Linked DNA regions of Mus musculus: regions 1, 2 and 3 are each linked to region 4. The links are chromatin contacts, called in public HiChIP or PLAC-seq and promoter capture Hi-C maps. All regions are on one chromosome and are shown on one strand. The core of a region is the stretch at or near the end of the contact, and the rest is flanking DNA. Distances in the headings are between cores, read along the strand shown. Region 1 holds the start of Elovl3 (elongation of very long chain fatty acids (FEN1/Elo2, SUR4/Elo3, yeast)-like 3). Region 2 holds the start of Mfsd13a (major facilitator superfamily domain containing 13a). Region 3 holds the start of Got1 (glutamic-oxaloacetic transaminase 1, soluble). Region 4 holds the start of Ndufb8 (NADH:ubiquinone oxidoreductase subunit B8).

Region 1 (4,668 bases), core at 14-2,513, 1.6 Mb before region 4:
GCAACAGATAGACGACCACTATGAGAAATGAGCTTACCCTGGAGGGCAGAAAACAGATGGATTCACAGTGGGCGTTGCTTAAAAGAATGCCCGCTCATCTCCCAAAGGGGCTCCTTTATACTAGAGCTTCAGCAGTATGATGCTTTGGTTTCCTTATCTTTATGGGGTAGTGGGGTGCCTTGGCAGTATTCACAGATCTAAAGTACCTAGCACAGGGCACATTTGAGATTTCTGTAATTATGACTTTGTCAATGAGGTCTCAATGAAGGTGACAGTTGTCTGCCCCCAGCCAAGAACTACTCTGTCCAAACCTGTGGTGTAAGATAGTGTAGCAACATCTGACTGACTTATGGCAAGACGAGATTGAACAACAAAGTCACCCCACCAAACACGTCTGGGACGATTTAGGGCTAAGACAGAAAGCCTCAGGAAAGCTTTGACAGGGTTCCCATTTTTGTGTTATCTTGACATCAGAGAAGATGACACACTAAGGGAACATGATAATTGTGTGTGGGACACGCTAATCCTAGGTGCCCACACAGGAAGGCTCGCTTGGGCTCTCGGGCTCTCTCTCTCTCTCTCTCTCTCTCTCTCTCTCTCTCTCTCTCTCTCTCTCTCTGTGTGTGTGTGTGTGTGTGTGTGTGTGTGTCTGTGTATGTGTCTGTGTGTCTGTGTCTGTGTGTGCCTCTCTGTCTCTCTCTGAGAGTCAACTAAAAAAACCGCTTCATTCCGGTCAATCTCTCCTCAGCTATAGTTCCCATTTTTTCCCTTTGTTTTTGTCTCCTCCCACATCCCTCTCTCCAACTTCTCATTTCTGAGCCCTTTCTTCTAGAGCTAATCTCTTAAAGGGGTATCTTAAAAGAGGGGGCGGGGCAGGGGAATCGGAGCTAGTACCGGGGCGGGCGCGTCGTCGGAGACTTTACAGGCATTCATTCCCTGTCTCCATTTCCCTCAAAGCAGTTGGTCCTTCCCCATCACCAGGTCTCACCAGTACTCCTCCAAAAAGGGCCTTAAGTCCTGAAACGTCTCGAAGTCATAGGGTTGCATCAGGTCCATTTTTAACCCGCGTGAGAAATTCATGGATGTGTCCATTTCGATTTTGCAGACGACGAGTTACAGAGCTTGGGGTAGGGAGCTGGGCGAGAGCCAAAGAAGTAGAAGATGGAGTGGGTCTCAGGGACGAAGAAACCCAGGACAGAAAGAAATTGTGTATAAGCAGAAGGGCCCCGGAGCCTGGCACGTGCGCTGCTAACCAGCCCGCTCGCGCTGCAGTGACCGTGCCTGCCGTATATATATCCCCAATTACTAAACTGGGAACCCAGGCGGTGCAAGGCCAGCTCCCGCCCTCAGCAGTTATCCAATCTTAGCCAAGGGACATCTCTGTCCCGCCCCTGGACCTCCTCCTCTCTGACTGATCAGTCTCAGGGGCACCTCCCCTAAGAACCAAGTTTGCCCCAAATCCGTTCCCCCCACCCGCCTCCTTCCTTCCTTTCTTTCTCTTTCTTTCTTTCTTTCTTTCTTTCTTTCTTTCTTTCTTTCTTTCTTTCTTTCTTTCTAAATTCCACCAGCTGCTCTAGGTTGACTCATAAGCACACCCCCTCCCCCCTCCCCCCCCCCCGCGCCCCAATCCTTGATTTCACCGAGTACCCAGGCAGACCAGTCTACCTCTGACACAGTCACCTGTAGCCTCTGCCTCCTTTTGCGTTAATCTTCACCTACTTGGCCCTGACGAGCAAGCGGAGGGACTCTTGGCTTCTGGTGCACACTTCCAGATATGGGGTCGACAGTTTCCTTGGGAAACCCAGGCTGGAATAAGGAAGACCAAGCTGGACCATAAGGAAGACGGCTCTGACCACTTCTGTCTTTGGATCTGTGCTTGTAGGAGGAGGGGAATGGATGTAATGAATTTTACTGTTGGGTTGTTGTTGTTAATATTTGAGGAGGCGGCAATTCAGGCTGTTACAGTTTCTTTATAGTTTCCGGAACTGTCTCGTCTGACGCCCAGTAAAAATGTTGGAGAGAAAAATGGGGTCACCCTCTGGGCTCCTTGTCCTCAGGTGCAGGAGAAGCCTGGAAGGGTTTAAAGTAGGTGGTGACCCAGTGAACTTCCTTAGGCTTACAGTTCCCCTTCCCAGTCTGAACGTATCCAATTGAATCTGCTCCTTCACCAAGGCATCTAGTCCCAGTGAACAAAAAATACTTAGAAACTGGGAAGCCTTTACCTGGCTGTCCCTTGTTTCTTTCTTGGCTTTAAGAAAGTGAAGGAAAACCAGAAGGCTTGAAAACAGTTGAGAGGAGATGGGGATCTATAGAACAAGTGCAAAGAAAACTAAGAACTATTTGAGGTGGTGAAGAGCTGACTCAGTGACTATGAGCACTCGTGTAAGCATTAGGACCCGAGTGCAGAACCTAACACCCCATAACCAGCCTGCACCCTGTCCTGCCCACTGTATGTGGGAACAGAGACAAGACTGTTGGGGCTTCCAGGCTGCCAGCCTAGGGGAAAATCACAAACCCTGGGTTCACTGAAAGACTGAGTGTCTCAAAGAAATAATTCCTACAGACACACCACACACATACACACACACATACATGGAGACACAAATACAGGCACACACACCACATACACACACAGACACACTACCACATACACACACATGTACACACAGAATCACATACAGACACACATGCCACACACACATGCACACACATACACACATATGCACACACATACAGACACACACATATATATACACATATACACACACACCACACACATAAGCATACCACATGCATGCACATATACACACATGTACAGACACACAAAGACATACACACTACATAGTACGCACATATACACACCACACACATATATACACACTGAGACACACACACTGAGACACACCTCATACTCACACACACATACACACACCACATACACACACACAAATATATACACAACACACACACACAAATTAGAAAAACAGCAGTTTTGATATTCTTTTTTTTTAAGATTTATTTATTGATTATATGTAAGTACACTGTAGCTGTCTTCAGACACTCCAGAAAAGGGAATCAGATCTCATTACGGATGGTTGTGAGCCACCATGTGGTTGCTGGGATTTGAACTCTGGACCTTCGGAAGAGCAGTCAGTGCTCTTAACTGCTGAGCCATCGCTCCAGCCCCCCTCTGAAAGCATTCTTAACCACTAAACCATGACACCAGCCCCCAAAACAGTTTTTAAAAATTAAATATTTAGGGCTGGATTAAGAGCACTGGCTGCTCTTCCAAAGGACCTGAGTTCCGTTCCCAGTACCCACATGGCAGCTCATAATTGTCTATAACTCTAGTCCCAAGGGATCTGATGCCCTCCTCTAGCCTCTACGGGCACTACGCAGACATACATTCAGGCAAAGCACCCATACACATAAAATAAATAATAATTAAAAATAAATATATGCATAAGTCAGCCATGTGCACCTGGAATACCAGCAAGAGAAAGAAGAGTCTGGAGTTCAGGGTCATCCTTGGCTACATCAGTATGAGGCCATCCTGGGCTATGTTAGACCTATCTCAGAAAAAAAAAAAAAAAGGAAATATATGTGTACGAGACTATGGAGACAGGTGAGATGGTTCACTGGCAAAAGTTTGGCTGGGAAATCCTGACAGCCTGAATTCAATCCCTAGAGTCTACAGTGAAAGGAGAGACTCATATCCCAAAAGTCATCTCCTGAGTTCTACACACACATCAAAGTATGCATGTGTCATGCATACACAATAGATAGATAGATAGATAGATAGATAGATAGATAGATAGATAGATAGATACATAGATACATAGATACATAGATACATAGATACATAGATACATAGATACATACATACATACATACATAGATACATAGATACATAGATACATAGATACATAGATAGATACATAGATACATAGATACATAGATACATAGCTAGATACATAGATACTTAAAAAGATACACAGATAGATAATATAGATACATACATAGATACATAATACTTAGAAAGATACACAGATAGATAATATAGATACATACATAGATACATACTTAGAAAGATACACAGATAGATAATATAGATGTATACATAGATACATATATAAAAAAGTGTAATTATAGAAAGTAAAGCCCAAAGTCTCTAAAACCAGAAGACCTATACAAGATCCAGCCTCCACTCTCAGTGCTATCTTAGGAAGGGGGGGGTGCGGGGGGGGAGGGGGGGGAGCTGGGGAGCTCAGCCTCTTCCATCTAAGTGAAGCACCTCTACACCTGTCTCTATTTTATCACCTCTCACCTGGTTACTACAGTCACTCTACCATTGAGGTCACATTAGCTGGTAGCCTTACTTAATACAGTACACTTCTTTCTTTCTTGTCCTGGAACCAGAAAAAAAAAATTGTTCCCAAACCTGTCTGTTCACCAGGTCCATAAGCCTCAACCCTAGACATTCCTAGACAATCTCTGTCCAACTGCAGAAGACAGTTCTATCAGAATTCTAAGTTGGGTCCTGTTGCTTTCTTACCCATCACCTTTAGTAAGTCCTAATTGCTTCATTGATAGCCTGATTCTCAAAAGTCATTAGCGAGGACTAATGTTAGATGGATGAATGAACAATTGAGACAATGACCATTTACA
Region 2 (4,981 bases), core at 549-3,048, 1.8 Mb before region 4:
TTTCCCTCCAGCTCAAGAGCCCAAGAACAAGGCTAGGCCACTCCTCCTGCAGATCCCTCCCCCAAGCCTCTGCTCAACACCTGCTGAGTCCATTGTCCCCCAAGGCCAATGTGGGTGTCCTCTGCCTTACAAAGGGCAGTCACAGGAAAACAAACACCCACAGCCCACTCTAGGTGCTCTGATTGGCTGTGGGGTTTGGAGAAGCAGTAGCAACCTCGAACCCTATAGCAAACCTGTGCATTGAGGCTGCAGATGTACGAGGGCAGTGTTGGTAAAAGCCAGCAGTAAGTTACAACCCTTTCACCCAGGACACAGTACCAAGCTAAGAAAACAAGGGCAGAATGTGACCCAGGTAGTAGTAAAAGGGGCCAGACTAAAAAGGGAGTTTGTAAGCCTCCACCAAGCTTCTATCAAGATGGAAGACACCCGCTGAGGGTAGGAGACACAAAAGCATTTCTCTCTTGAGGAGCCCTTCGGAGATACTTCAAGATCCTTCTCCTAGCAGTCCACTCTCCAAGGTTTCTGGGAGATTAACAACAGGAAAGATTGGCCAACCGCAGCAACCTCTGGTGACAGAGTACAATTGAGGGAGGAAACCAAGGAGTAACCGGCTGGGCCCGGAAGGAAGACTATCAGGAGGAGGAGGGTAGGCGGTTCCCACTCCCTTCAGGAGGGAGCCTGTAGAGACCACAGAGGGGAAAAACTACTAAGTAATACTGTATGTATCAGCAGTGCTTGGGTCAAGGATGAACGCTATCCTCACGTAGCCACAAAACTTGTTCCCACGTCTGTGGAAAAAGCAAATCTGTTTGCTGCCTGTCCTGCCAGTATCGAATGAGCAGGTGGAATTTCAAGTCATAATAACAAAGCAAATACTAGGCGTGTCATTTTCTCAGCAAGCTGCTGACTGGATTGTTAGCTGTTTCACTCCCTGGTCAGTCTCCGCAGAATGAAGGAGCCCGCAGGAGAGTTGTTGAAGGAGCCCGACTCTCTCCCGCGAGTTAACAGGTTCACCCTCCTCGGATGGAAAATGGAGTTTTCACCCATTGCCAGAGGGACTTTCTCGGTCCTTCACAGGATTTTATGGTGGCACGAAAGTGTCAGAGCCGACTCACCTCAGAATCGCTGGCCACTTCTAAGTCTCTGAGGAATTAACTGGGAATCAACCCAGGAGCTTTCTACTCAGAAACACGTGTAGTGGTTTTCATTTCGTTTGCACATTACCTGAAGAGCTAGCTATTCTAGAACACCTAGGCTCGGACCTCGCTCAGACCTCTAAAATTGGGATCTCTGGAGGTGATGCCCAGCATCTTTTAAACTATCCAGTGGTTCTACTCTGCTACCAGGTTTAAGGGCCACTAGGTCAATGAGTGAATCCCGGCCTGAACCATTGCATCCATGAACTCAGATTCCTCAAGGAGCAACCTGGACGGTGCATCCCCTTTTCTTACCCCAACAGAGACCTTCAGCGGGGATTCTACACTTGCCCCTTGGTCCCAATTCCTCCTGACCCCAGAATTTTCCAATCCATAATCTGGCACCTTAAGGAACCGCGCAAAGTGTCCCAATGACTCAAACAGCGCAACGCATTCCCGCCCCACCCTCGGGCTGGTCCTTTGTATCAGATCAGCCCCGGGGTCCGGCCCGCTCCTCCGGGACCGGAGAGGTCCTGGGCCGTGGGCCAGCAGCTCACCGCAATCCTGGCAGACGATGCCTAATTCCGCGGCAGCGGGGGAGCCAGGTGCCAGCCAGTGCGCCTGCGCGCTAGCAGCCTTGGGCTTCCCCAGTCTCTCCCTCCGCCCCTTCCCAGCTATTGGCTCCGCACGGCTCTCCCGATAGCAGCTCGGGCAGGTGACCGCGCCTGAGGCTGTCGCTGCCATGTTTGTAATGGGCTATTTCCCTTAGGGACCCAAAAGAAAACGGGCATCAGGCAACAGGGGCAGGTTGCCTGGATTCCTGAAGTACTTATCTCCTCTCTCTTACCTCCACGAAAACTGTCATTTCAGCTCAAAGCAAGTTCCTCTTGGGGACTCTCCCTTCTCTTCCCCGATCCTAATTTCAGAAGATGAGAATTTAGCAGAGACTACCTACGGCTGGATTGTGAGCCTGCGAGTGCAAAGTCCAGCTTGAGCTGTGGGCATGAGGAATCAAAGGAATGGAGAGCCAGGGCAGGAGATGGTAGACACAGGCACTTGGCCATTAACCCACAACCCATGCTGCCCGACTTCTTTGTAGTGGTAGTAATAAGAATTAGAAGACGAAGCCGGGCGTGGTGGCGCATGCCTTTAATCCTAGCACTTGGGAGGCAGAGGCAGGCGGATTTCTGAGTTGGAGGCCATCTTGTCTACAGAGTGAGTTCCAGGACAGCCAGGGCTACACAAAGAAACCCTGTCTCGAAAAACCTAAAAAAAAAAAAAAAAAAAAAAAAAAAAACAAGAATTAGAAGAGGAAGTAATGCCTGATTGTGCCTTTCTGAAATTCCTGTTGTTGTTGTTGTTGTTGTTGTTGTTGTTGTTGTTGTTGTGGTGGTGGTGGTGGTGTTGTTTTACGAGACAGGGTTTCTCCATGTGGCTCTAGCTCTTCTGGAACTCACTATGTAGACCAGGCTGGCCTCGAACTCCCAAAGATCTGATAATTTCCACCTTCTGAGTGCCGAGGTTAAAGGCATAGTCTGTAATTCTTGCTACATAGAAGGCTAGCCTGTGCTGAATACAGAGTGAATTAAGGGCAATCCGGGCACTTTAAACCCTATCTCAAACTAAAAACAAAAACAGGGCTGGCGATACACACACATAAAAGAACTGCTCAGCCACCTACTATTATGTACTTTGCAGGATAGGTGCACCGTTCCAAATGCCTCTTCCTCAAATTATACATGGGAAGTAGATGCTATTATTTCCACTTACAGATGAAAATAACCACTGGGTGCTGGTGGCGGCTGCACATACCTTTAGTCTTGGCACTGGGAAGGCAGAGACAGGTGAATTTCTGCTTTCAAGGCCAGCCTGATCTACAAAGCAAGTCCCAGGAAAGGTAGGGCATACAGAGAAATCCCATCTCAAAAACCAACCAACCAAACAACCAACCAAGCAAAAACCCTGAAGTTCAGAGAAACAGTCAATGAATTGTTTCTGTTTTTCGAGACAGTGTTTCTCTCTTTAACAGCACTAGCTGCCCTAGAACTCATTTTCTAGTCCAGATTGGTCTTGAACTCACAGAGATCTTCATGCCTCTGCCTCCTAAGGGCTGGGATTAAAGATGTGCACCACCGTGCCCAGCCTTCAACAAATTTCATACAACCAGATGCCCAACCAGGTTAGACCAGACTTCTCTGGAGTCTCAGAGGAGTCCTTCCTCTTCCACACTTACTAGACCTTTAAAATCAAGTCTGTATGGCTCAGTCCAGTTTCTAAGCAATCAAATAGGACCCGCTGCTATCTGTTTGGTTTCCCTACTGTGTTGGTTTGTATATGCTCGGCCCAGGGAGTGGCACTATTAGAAGGTGTGGCCCTGTTGGAGCAGGTGTGTCACTATGGATGTGGGCTGTAAGACCCTCTTCCTAGCTGCCTGGAAGTCAATATTCTGCTAGCAGCCTTCAGATGAAGGTGAAGAACTCTCAGCTCCTCCTGCACCATGCCTGCCTGGTGATAATGGAATGAACTTCTGAACCTGTAACCCAGCCCCAATTAAATGATGTCCTTTTAAGAGTTGCCTTGGTCATGGTATCTGTTCACAGCAGTAAAACCCTAAAACACCTACCCTGAGATATAAGGCAAGGAGTGCCTCTTTTGACTTTTCTGCCAAGGGACCTTCTTTTTGTTGAAACTGCTCCATTGCTTATGGGGATTTTGTAGGCATACAGGGAGAACTAGAGCTGAACATGACGAAGCCCATCTGTAGTCCAGGCACTTGGGAGCTGAAGGCAGTGTAAAAGAAAGAAAGAAAGAAAGAAAGAAAGAAAGAAAGAAAGAAAGAAGAGAGAGAGAGAGAGAGAGAGAGAGAGAGAGAGAGAGAGAGAGAGAGAGAGAAAGAAAGAAAGAAAGAAAGAAAGAAAGAAAGAAAGAAAAGAAAGCAGGGGACTAGAAATGTAGGTAGGTTTGGAAGGGTTCTCACTGAGCATACCTGAGCCTCAGGGTCAATCCCTATGTTGGGTAAAGTGCCTATGGTTGTGGCTGTCCCTGTAGTCACAGCGCTTGGTGGACCGAAGCATCAGGATCAGCTCAAGGCCATCATTGGCTACAGAGTTTCAGGAGCTCGGGAGACTGTTTCCAAGCCGCTGGGGAACGTGCTAGAGGTTAGGCACTACTGACCCTTATGCCTTTTTGTTGCTGGCAACTTTTTGTGCAGCAGAAACATTGTCCCCTTTTTACTTTGCAACAACATAGCAATGGGTTCATCACAGCAAACCGTTGGTCCCATAGGACCCTGTTCAACCCAGTCCTAGAGAGCCTTCGGGGATCCCACAGCACTGTCCCAGACACCCACATTATCCTAGCTTTTCCCCTTCCTCTCCTCCTTCAAGCCCTCCTCTACCCTTCTATGGCCCCTGTTCTGGAATAACCCCATCCAAGTATATAAAAACATGTTTCAGCCAGGTGTGGTGGCACACGTCTTTAATCCCAGCACTCGGGAGGCAGAGGCAGGCGGATTTCTGAGTTCCAGGCCAGCCTGGTCTACAAGTGAGTTCCAGGACAGCCAGGGCTACACAGAGAAACCCTGACTGGGGGGAGGGGGGTATGTTTCAGGGTGCTTTGAGATGAAAGAAAAACAAACGAACAGATACAAGATTGCAGAGTGAAATTTATTCCAGGACTTACATACATGAAGAACAGCACCAATACTGCTGTATCCATCCAGTGAGTGTGTGTATACTAGTTAGGACAAGAGTCGCTTTCCTGCTCTTTCTTTCTTCTTTCTTGTTTTGTTTTTTCTTGAGACAGAGTTTCTCTGTGTGGCCCTGGCTATCCTGAAACTTGCTTTG
Region 3 (5,022 bases), core at 288-2,787, 1.0 Mb after region 4:
CAGAACACCCCTCCCCAGTTGCCCTTCGGCTGTGATTTTTGGACGTACTCAAAGTGCACAGCCGATGGACCTTCCGTATTAGCTTGTGACTCTTAGGGGAAAACATTAATGAAATGCTTTGGGCAGTTTCCTTAAAAAAACAAAACAAAACAAAAACAAGGCGATGTTTCTGGAAAGAAAAAGACAGAAAAGCTTAGCAAGTAGTGCTCAAAGTTCGATGGCTTTTGTTTATCCTCTGAACCGAAAACTCGTGAAGATTTATCATGTTACCCAAAGGAAGCCATGATGCTGTTTTCTCGCAAAATACCAAGGAATTGGCGCCTTCCAGCATTGGGTGAATATGTAGTGGAAGAAACGGAGGGAGGTTTGCCAGATCCCAGGCAAAGCATCATGCCATCTAGGAGGGGGTGTGGACCCTGCGCCATAACAAAGCTAGTATTTAGAGAGCACTTACTGTATGCAACTAAACACTTTATGTGTCTTAACTCACCTAATCCCCACAACAACCTGGAGGAAAACACTATTATCTCCATCTTACAGAGCAGGAACAGGCCTGCCCAAGTAGGTCAGAGTCAGCCGGCATCTAAACCTAACTTGCCTGGCTCCAGAGTTAGGTTCCTACTCATCAGGAGGCTTTCTAAACTTGTAACGTCGACAACAAAACGCCCAAGTACAGGAAAGAGAGATGTCTAACCAAACAGCGTGTTAAGAGGTTTTATGGATGGCTGACAGATGTGAAATCTTCAAGGTCAACAGGTGGAGAAAGGATCTGGACAGAAATAGACTCTCAGGGGAAGGAGCAGCCTGACCTGACAGAAAGAAGCAGCAGTTTGGGTGTGTGCCAATCGATGATGACAGCACGCGTGGGAGGAATGCTGCAGAGAGAGGCTTCGCTAGATCCTTCAAGGTCCTTTAGGGCTAGGCTTTCCCGGCCCCGGTTATCTACCGGGGCTGGGGGTTGGTGTTAAAATTCTCAAGCTAGTATGTGCTCATCCCTTACTTTCTGCAGGGTCTCCCCTGCCAGCGATCAAGGAAGACAACACATCCAGGTTTCTTTCTGGGGAAGCACTGAGTGGAGACAGTCAAGGTCACCCACGATTGGGTACAGTGTGTCCAAGCGGACCACTAGAGTCCTGTGCCAGACACTTGGCTGTCAGCCGGGCCTGGCCAACGCAGGAACGTGCGCACCGCCGGAGCCTGGCGGCGACAGTCACCTGCTCAGCGGGTACAGAAAGACCTGTTCTCTGCTTTCCCCACGGGCGGGCCACCGCCCCAGGTCTCCAGGCCCCAGAAGGTCAGGAGGTTGTCCTCTGGGGACTCCCGCCACCCGCACCATCCTCATCACCCCAAGGAATAAAAGCCTCAGCGATTGGAACACGCTACGCCAATCATCCTAGCCTCTGCCCACACCTCCTCCGGTGTACATTGCATTGGTTGCATCATACAAGCCTCCGATAAGATCCTCTTCTCGAATTGGCTAGTAGAGGCTTGCCCCGCCTAACCCTTCTTAGTCGGAAGGTTGTGATTGGTTAAGCGCGTTGCCAAGCTCCGGACGCGGCTCGACCATTGGAAGCCGCGGGCTGCCCCGCCCGCCGGCGAAGGTGAGAGTCTCCTCCAGTCACCGGACCCCGCACCGCACAGAGCTGCTCCCGGCTCGTTCTCGAGGTCTCGGCACATTCTGTCGCGATGGCGCCTCCATCAGTCTTTGCCCAGGTTCCGCAAGCTCCTCCGGTTCTGGTCTTTAAGCTCACTGCGGACTTCCGGGATGATCCAGATCCCCGCAAGGTTAACCTCGGCGTGGGAGGTAAGGATGCAGTGCCTTGGAATGCGAGCAGCCTGGGGGGAGGTGGGCGTAGGAGGAGCTGAGATTTAGTTTGTGTCTCCCTGAGAGGAGCCCGAGGAGAGAAGGTTGGGACCACGAGGACATCACCAACCTACCCATTTTGCAGATGGCGATACAGAGTCCTTGGAAAGAGGGGGTGTTCAAGGTCACGCAGAACAGGTGTAACATCTGGGACACAAATGTTGTTTTTGTTTCTCCACCCAGTGTTCTTTATAGTACTTGTTCTAAAGCAACGATGGGGATGGTAAGGAGAGAGAAGTATGGTAGCTTTAGCGTCTCGTGGTCAACTGGAACTGGGAATGAAAGAGCTGTTAGCCTAATGGAGCTGTAGTCCGGGTTGAGCGAGTAGCAGACGCCACTTAGGAAGCCTGTTAACCCACATGGGGAAGATGTAGGTTTGGTTTATTCTCAGAGTGGAGCAGATGAGGCGAAGCCCATGCATCTCAGGCCACACACATCTGGGTCTTCATTTCTTGATCATTTGCCTTGAACCAAGTTAGCCTTCTGCCAAGGTCGTTTGTGTTGTAGTTTCTAAAGCCCTTTAACTCGAGCCTCCGGCGACTTCGTCATCACTGTTTGGATGTTTGAAGCTCTACAGAGCTTGGTGTGCATTTGGCCACGTGCAGAGGCCAGCCGAGGAGAGAAGAGTGAGCAGACTGATGCTCTCAGCAGGGAACCAACCGGAACTGAAAGCGCTAGAAGGTTAGAAAGAAGAAATGGAGTTGTTTTGAAGCAGAGGGTGACGTTAAGGGGATTCAGAATCTAGGTTCTTAGAGAGGATGTGCAAATATAGCCCTAGTGTCTCTGTCTCTCTGTCTCTGTCTCTCTCTCGCTCGCTGGCTCTCTTTCATCTAGGTTCTTAGAGAGGATGTGCAAATATAGCCCTAGTGTCTCTGTCTCTCTGTCTCTGTCTCTCTCTCTCTCGCTCGCTCGCTCGCTCGCTCTCTTTCATCTAGGTTCTTAGAGAGGATGTGCAAATATAGCCCTAGTGTCTCTGTCTCTCTGTCTCTGTCTCTCTCTCTCTCTCTCGCTCTCTTTCATCTAGGTTCTTAGAGAGGATGTGCAAATATAGCCCTAGTGTCTCTGTCTCTCTGTCTCTCTGTCTCTCTCTCTCTCTCTCTCTCGCTCGCTCGCTCTCTTTCATCTAGGTTCTTAGAGAGGATGTGCAAATATAGCCCTAGTGTCTCTGTCTCTCTGTCTCTCTGTCTCTGTCTCTCTCTCTCTCGCTCGCTCGCTCGCTCGCTCTCTTTCATCTAGGTTCTTAGAGAGGATGTGCAAATATAGCCCTAGTGTCTCTGTCTCTCTGTCTCTGTCTCTCTCTCTCTCTTTCTCTCTCTCTCTCTCGCTCTCTTTCATCTAGGTTCTTAGAGAGGATGTGCAAAATAGCCCTAGTCTGTCTGTCTGTCTGTCTGTCTGTCTCTCTCTCTCTCTCTCACACACACACACAGACACAGACACAGACACACTTCATCAAGGAATAGGAGTGGCTAAGAGAAAATCCTAAAATGCTGTTTTATTGATGGTGTCTGGACATAAATGATACCTAGCATTTTCCCAATTTCTATGTATGTTTGAAAGTTTTCAAAATAAAAAGCATAAAAAGGTCAGCATTCGCTGCTTTGCCAATGGAGAGGAGCTTGATGGTTTTAGCAGCCCTCAGAACAGGAGAAATACTGAAAGATTGTCTTGACTAGAAATCACAGTGGTCACCATATAAAGTCTTTATTTAAATCCAGCCCAGAATCTTCAAGTGCTTATTTACAGCCTAATAAAGATAGAAGAGCTAGCAAGGTCGATTGCTTGACCCATCTCGCAGGGCCTTTGTGGTGACTTGATGCAATCACTGCCTTGCATGGGGTCTGGTGTATAAGTAGGAGTTATATAAGTGTGAGCTATTTCTGTTGTTGTTTGTCGTTTCTTTGAGTGGGTCTCTTGAAAACAGTTGAATAAAAATGTTTAGCCTAAGAGCCAAATGATGACATTGATGACATCGGTTCAGAAATAAAATATTCGTGCACAGGAAAACCTCCAGTCCGGATGATCCAGTCAGCCTTGGGTTCAGATACTCATCTCAGTGATGACGTGCCTCTGTCATTGTTTCCAGGAACCTAGGAACATGAACAAATGAGTTATGCGTGTAAGCGTACGTACGTTCTGCCTACAGCAACTCTGGGAGGTTGCTTTCTTGCTCTCCTGTTTGCAAGGAAGGAGGCTGAAGCCCAGGGAGAAAGCATAGCTTAGTCCTTAGATGGGAGGGCTGGGATTCTAGGCAGGTCTCAGGCCTCAAGGGTTTTGGATTCTTCTCTGCTTGGAATACTTTCAGCTGGTCTGGGGGTAGCCAGGGACCTGCAGAGAGAAGAAACATAGGACCTCTAATTCGAAGGTTATCGAATGTCTTTGAAGCTGAGAAAGAATGAGGTGTCAGGAATGAATGACAATTAGAATCTATCGAAAGTCCACTCCAAGGTTTCCTAGAACCTTCAGGATTCTATTAATAGAGTAGTGCTATATAGTGTGGGATAATTGTATTGACCCCATCAATTAACCAAGGGTCAGTAAACCAGGAACAATTATGTGTGGAGTGTGATCTGTAATGAAAGGCGTTGCATATAGGCCTCTGTGATCATTACCTTGACCTGTTCTGTGTGGGTGATAGATGCTCACATAGGAATAGTCAAAACAGGGGATAAAAGGCCTCTTTCTGCACGTGTCTGTCCTGTTGTACTCTCACACACACTTCAACACACTCTCTGTAAAGGAAATTAATTACTGATTGAGAAGGTTGTTCCTCCCAAGGCCAAAGGTAATGAAACCGTCTCAGGTTCTCGTAGCCGTGCTGGGCAGTTTTAGAATAAACCGCTGCTGTAATCGCATTAGCTAGTTCCTATTTGCTGAGAGCTTCCCGGGAGTTTTTTTTTTTTTTTTTTTTTTTTTTGTCTTCTTGCTGGACTGATTTCAATAGCTCTCTTGTCAGGGAACAGAGCAGCGGGTCCCACTCTTCACTGCTTATGGAGCTGGTGGGCTTAGTGTTTCTCAGAGCTCCTTTAAGGACAGTGAGACACAAGTCCAACACAATACAAAGTCTCTTGTTTTTGTTTTTATTTACTCTGTGTGTGTGTGTGTGTGTGTAAGCGTCCATGCTTTCACGTGGAGGCCAGCTGTTGACACTGACTGCCTTA
Region 4 (4,669 bases), core at 671-3,170:
TAAAAATGATATATTAATATATATTGGGATATATTCACATTATGAGAAAGAAGATAGATACAAAGTCCACATATTATAAGAAGATTCCATTTTTATACATATACTGTGTCTTAGGGTTTTACTGCTGTGAGCAGACACCATGACCAAGGCAACTCTTATAAAGGACAACATTTAATTGGGGCTAGCTTACAGGTTCAGAGGTTCAGTCCAGTATCATCAAGGCAGAAACATGGCAGCCTCTAGGCAGGCATGGTGCAGGAGAAGCTGAGAGTTCTACATCTTCATCTGAAAGCTGCTAGCAGAATACTGGCTTCCAGGCAGCTAGGATGAGGGTCTTATAGCCACACCCACAATGACACACCTACTCCAACAGGGCCACACCTTCTAATCATGCCACTCCTTGGGCCAAGCATATACACACCATCACATACTGCTTAGGCAAAAACATAGAAACAGAAAGTAGATTAGTGTTTGCCAATGTGTGGAAGTAGAGGAATATGCTAATTGGTATGAGATTTCTCTGGGGCAGTGATGAAATGTTTTAGATCTAGATAGAAGTAATAGTCACACACGTTTGTAATATACACTTAAAAATCATTATACACTTCTCCCCCACCCCACCCCCGCCACAGTCTCACATAGCCCAGATATGCCTTAGACTCATTATGTAGCCCAGGCTGGCCTTAACTCCTGATTTTTTTTTTTTTTGTCTTCATTTCTCAAGTGTTGACTTTACAAAAGGCATATACCATCACATAAGAGTACACTGTGGGGCTGGAGAGATGTCTCGGGGGTTAAGAGTACTGGCTGTTCTTCCAGAGGACAGAGGATCCAGGACCAGCGTTCAATTCCCAGCACCTGAATGAAGGCCAACAATCCACGGTAACTGTGGATTCTTTGAAACTCCAGTTCCAGGGGGATCTGCTGCCCTTTGGTCTCCTCCACTACCACATGCATGTGGAGTGCAAACACACATGTGGGCAAAACACCCATACATATAATTTTCTTCTTAAAAAAGAATATGCTATGTTCTATATAAACAATATAAAAAAAAAACAAATGAATAACCTATACCAACATTGCTTTTAAGCAACATGAGATCAGGGTTTGCTATTAGTTAAATGCAGATGCTGTCAAATTAATTCTGATGATGTCTAATGATACTACAAGAGGATAAAATGCACTGCAGTAGGCCTCCCCAAATCTATATGTTGAATAGTACACGCCTGTGTTTGTCGATCTGGTATACATTTGAGAAGGGATTCTATTACAGTAATTGTGTCTAAAGAGTTGATGGAAATACGTGCATACTCAAAATGTGTAATATATCCAAACCCTACTTGTACAAATAAAACGAAAACTTAATAGTATGCAAACATGTCTCCCAGTCTGTGTTAAGAGTTTGTTAATTATGGTCTTTCTGTTTGAAATCTGTTTTTTTTTTTCCTGAAAAATGGGAGGTTTGGGGCTGGGTCAGGCGAGCCGCCTCCAGTAATCGGCTTGGTTTTTGTATTTGTTGGGTTGAGGTGATTGAGACATTTAGATGAACTGAGACAACTTTGAGTATATAAGGAAAGAGATTTGGAGAAAGGATCAAACAAAACCAAGAGCTAAATGTGAAAAAGGACTGTGTGTGAGGACAGAAGGCTGGTTTTACTTTGCACAGCGGTCTGAGATATTCGGCTGGCGCAGCCCCGAAAGGGCCTCAGTCGGTTGAAGGCGAAAAGGAATACAGTAACTTGCAATATCAAGTAAGCAGTAGCTTTGTTTTCTCTCCTTGCTGTCTGTCCTGGCACCTCATCAGCCGCTCACCGTCCAGGCTCTACAGCATATTTAAATAAAGCCCGCCCAGCTTGATGCCGGGACTTCTGCGCTGGCTTCGGAGATCGCCGTTTGGCCCGACTCAGCCACCGTGACCCGCTTTTGCGCATGTGCAGAGTGAACCGCGGAGAAGGTGAAGATGGCTGCCGCCCGGGCTGCGGCCCTGGGAGTCCGATGGCTGCAGAGGACAACCCGGGGCGTGGTGCCACTGGAGGCACGGAGAGGTCTGCACGGTGTGGGAAGCGGGTGCCTGAAGTTTACTGCTTCGGGATGGAGGCATCCTTGGGACGGTGGCGGAGGTGTCCTGGCTGGGGGTAAGGGGTGGGAGGTCGCGGTGGATTCGTGTGCCCAAAGAAGGGATACAGGGTTGCTGTAGTCCGGCAAGGTGCGAAACGACAGCCTCTGCAGTCACTGCGGCTTAGTCCTTTCTGGGTGGGCGCCTAAAGCACCGTGTCCATCTGACCTGCATCCCTCTGCGTCCAGCCTTCCATATGACCAAGGACATGTTGCCGGGGTCATATCCTAGGACCCCAGAGGAACGCGCCGCGGCCGCCAAGAAGTATAACATGCGAGTGGAAGACTACGAGCCATACCCCGATGATGGCATGGGGTGAGTGAGGTAGAGGACTCGGGTCAGGAGCGGTGAAGGCGGTTGGATTGGGTGGTGCGACCCAGGCGTTTTCTCCCGGATCCTTGTAGTGACCCCTCAGAGTCATTAGTGCGGGTGCTTTTCTAGGTTGGGGGAGGTGGGAGTGGGTGGCTGAGCCGCTGCAGCCGAGAAGACTTCCATTTTTTTTGCTTGGCTCAGGCTGTTTGCTCAAATGAGGAAGCCGAGGTTATCATAGCTCCCTCGAGGACTCCAGAATAGTGAGATTCTTCCATGGCTCCATCCAGAGCACTGCGTTTCATTTAGATTGAGCATCTGCTGGGCTCAGGTGCTGACCAGGCGGGAGCTGGACCCCTGTCCTGAGAACCTTGCTGAGGTTGGGGTACTCTATATTTGTGTATGTCTGGCTTTTTTGGGGGAGGGGGTTGTTTGTTTGTTTTTTGCCATTAGGCATATGAAAATGTCACTGATGGTTAAGCAGATTACACTCCATGTCAGCCTTCATTCTTCAGTTGGTGTTAGTCCCTTCTGGCCCTCTATCTATCCCCTGTAACAAAGTTAATTATGAATAGTGGTTAAACATCATCGTCACTTCCTGTGTTAGCATTTTTCTTTTCTTTTTATTTTCCAATCATTTTTTTGACACGTGTCCAGTTTCCATTGTCTGTTTTTTACTTTGTTGTGGACTAGAACAGCCTGGGCAGTAGTCTGTATAAGGTGACCTTGGATTTTTAGGGGGGAAAACCAAGTTAAGGGAGACCTCCAAGGAGGTGTTTGAAGCATGAGGGTATACATCAACTTGTGGTTAAGAAACATAGTAGCTATGGAGAAGAAAAGCCTTTTCTAATGTGTACCTATTTTGTTTTATCCAACCAATATGGGTGTAGTTGATTGCTAAATTCCCTTTAGTTCTGAGTTGTGTGACTTTTCTTTGTAAGAGAAGATAAGGCCATATTGTTTCAGGATTTGACATAACCTCTAACTATATTTTGGACCTCTTTGGTTCTGTGCTTAGTGCTAAGACATCTTGATTTGGGGGCAAGTTCTTCTATTCTAAGTGATGTAGTTATATATATGTCGATTTGTTTCTGATCTTTGGGGCGAGGGCTTTGAATTGTCAGGGACTACCACAGCCCTTTCCAGAGGTTCTCGCTGTCTCTCTCAGGTATGGCGACTACCCGATGCTCCCCAACCGATCACAGCATGAGAGGGATCCGTGGTATCAGTGGGACCACTCAGAACTCAGGATGAACTGGGGTGAACCGGTGAGAAAAGGATTACCCTTCCCTTCCTCTCATTTCCTTGTGTTTTCTCGGGGTGTTTTCCTCAGTGCACATGGTGCTTTTTTGGCTAAGCTTTTCTGCTCAAGGGAGCAAGGTCCAGTGATCTGAGACCTGAAGTTCTGCATATGGTACACAGGATGGAACTTACCGGCATACCCAAAGCCCTGTGTACTGTGACCATTGTGCGGGTCATGCTTGACCTACTACCTTTGCTGGAGCCAGCATTCCTCTTTAAGGCTGGCCCTTGTGTGTCTTGGACCTGGCTCAGAATATTGCCCTAAGAAGGGTATTGCTTCTTTGAAGCCTTGTATCAGGCTCTGTCCATTCCAGATTGCCTGTGGTCTTAGTTAGGATTTCTGTTGCTATGATGAAACACCATGATCAAAAAGCAAGTTGGGAAGGAAATGATTTATTTGGCTTACACTCCCATATCACGGTTCATCTTTTAAGGGAGTCAGGACAGGAACTCAAACAGGTCAGAAGCTGGAGAAAAGAGCTGATGCAGACGCCATGGAAGGATGCTGCTTACTCGCTTGTACCCTGTAGCTTGCCCAGCCTGCTTTCTTGTAGAACCCAGGACCACCAGCCCAGGGATGGCACTGCCCACAGTGGGCTGGGCCCTCCCCCCTCAATCACTAAGAAAATGCCTTACAGCTTGATCTTATAGAGTCATTTTTCTCAACTGAGGTTTCCTTCTTTCAGATAACTCTAGGTTATGTCAAGTTGACAAAGGACTAGCCAGAACACCTGTCTTTTGCAAGGACAGTTTGTGACAGTTATGTGCCTTTCTGCCACAGATACACTGGGACCTAGACATGTACATCAGGAATCGTGTGGACACGTCACCTACCCCTGTGTCCTGGGATGTCATGTGTAAACATCTCTTCGGCTTTGTGGCTTTCATGGTTTTCATGTTCTGGGTAGGGCACGTGTTCCCTTCCTACCAGCCTGTGGTGAG

Evidence for each region. Promoter capture Hi-C pulls out the DNA fragments that hold promoters and counts their contacts. HiChIP or PLAC-seq counts read pairs in DNA pulled down with a chosen protein or histone mark.
Region 1: a contact with region 4 is called in a promoter capture Hi-C map of liver, with 2.9 times the contacts expected there. The contact joins the promoter of Elovl3 here to the promoter of Ndufb8 in region 4. A contact is called at or near these places in 2 of 39 promoter capture datasets (both in liver) and 1 of 115 datasets of contacts at active chromatin or transcription factors (embryonic stem cells).
Region 2: a promoter capture Hi-C map of liver shows a contact between it and region 4, with 3 times the contacts expected there. The contact joins the promoter of Mfsd13a here to the promoter of Ndufb8 in region 4. A contact is called at or near these places in 1 of 39 promoter capture datasets (liver) and 1 of 115 datasets of contacts at active chromatin or transcription factors (pancreatic cancer cells).
Region 3: a contact with region 4 is called in an HNF4G HiChIP or PLAC-seq map of pancreatic cancer cells. The contact joins the promoter of Got1 here to the promoter of Ndufb8 in region 4. A contact is called at or near these places in 3 of 39 promoter capture datasets (the 3T3-L1 cell line, hippocampal neurons and pre-B cells), 5 of 484 Hi-C or Micro-C datasets (CD4 T cells, CD8 T cells and natural killer cells) and 2 of 115 datasets of contacts at active chromatin or transcription factors (pancreatic cancer cells and thymic regulatory T cells).

The regions. Positions count from the first base shown.
Region 1 is chr19:46,128,494-46,133,161 of GRCm38.p6, reverse strand. It overlaps Elovl3 (elongation of very long chain fatty acids (FEN1/Elo2, SUR4/Elo3, yeast)-like 3), which reads right to left and starts at 1,263. Exons shown (of 4, transcript NM_007703.2): 1 at 989-1,263; 2 at 1-38. The coding sequence starts at 1,092.
Region 2 is chr19:46,353,697-46,358,677 of GRCm38.p6, reverse strand. Mfsd13a (major facilitator superfamily domain containing 13a) reads right to left here and starts at 1,798. Exons shown (of 9, transcript NM_029186.2): 1 at 1,694-1,798.
Region 3 is chr19:43,521,120-43,526,141 of GRCm38.p6, reverse strand. It overlaps Got1 (glutamic-oxaloacetic transaminase 1, soluble), which reads left to right and starts at 1,537. Exons shown (of 9, transcript NM_010324.2): 1 at 1,537-1,804. The coding sequence starts at 1,687.
Region 4 is chr19:44,552,693-44,557,361 of GRCm38.p6, reverse strand. Ndufb8 (NADH:ubiquinone oxidoreductase subunit B8) reads left to right here and starts at 1,920. Exons shown (of 5, transcript NM_026061.3): 1 at 1,920-2,045; 2 at 2,305-2,431; 3 at 3,594-3,693; 4 at 4,509-4,664. The coding sequence starts at 1,961.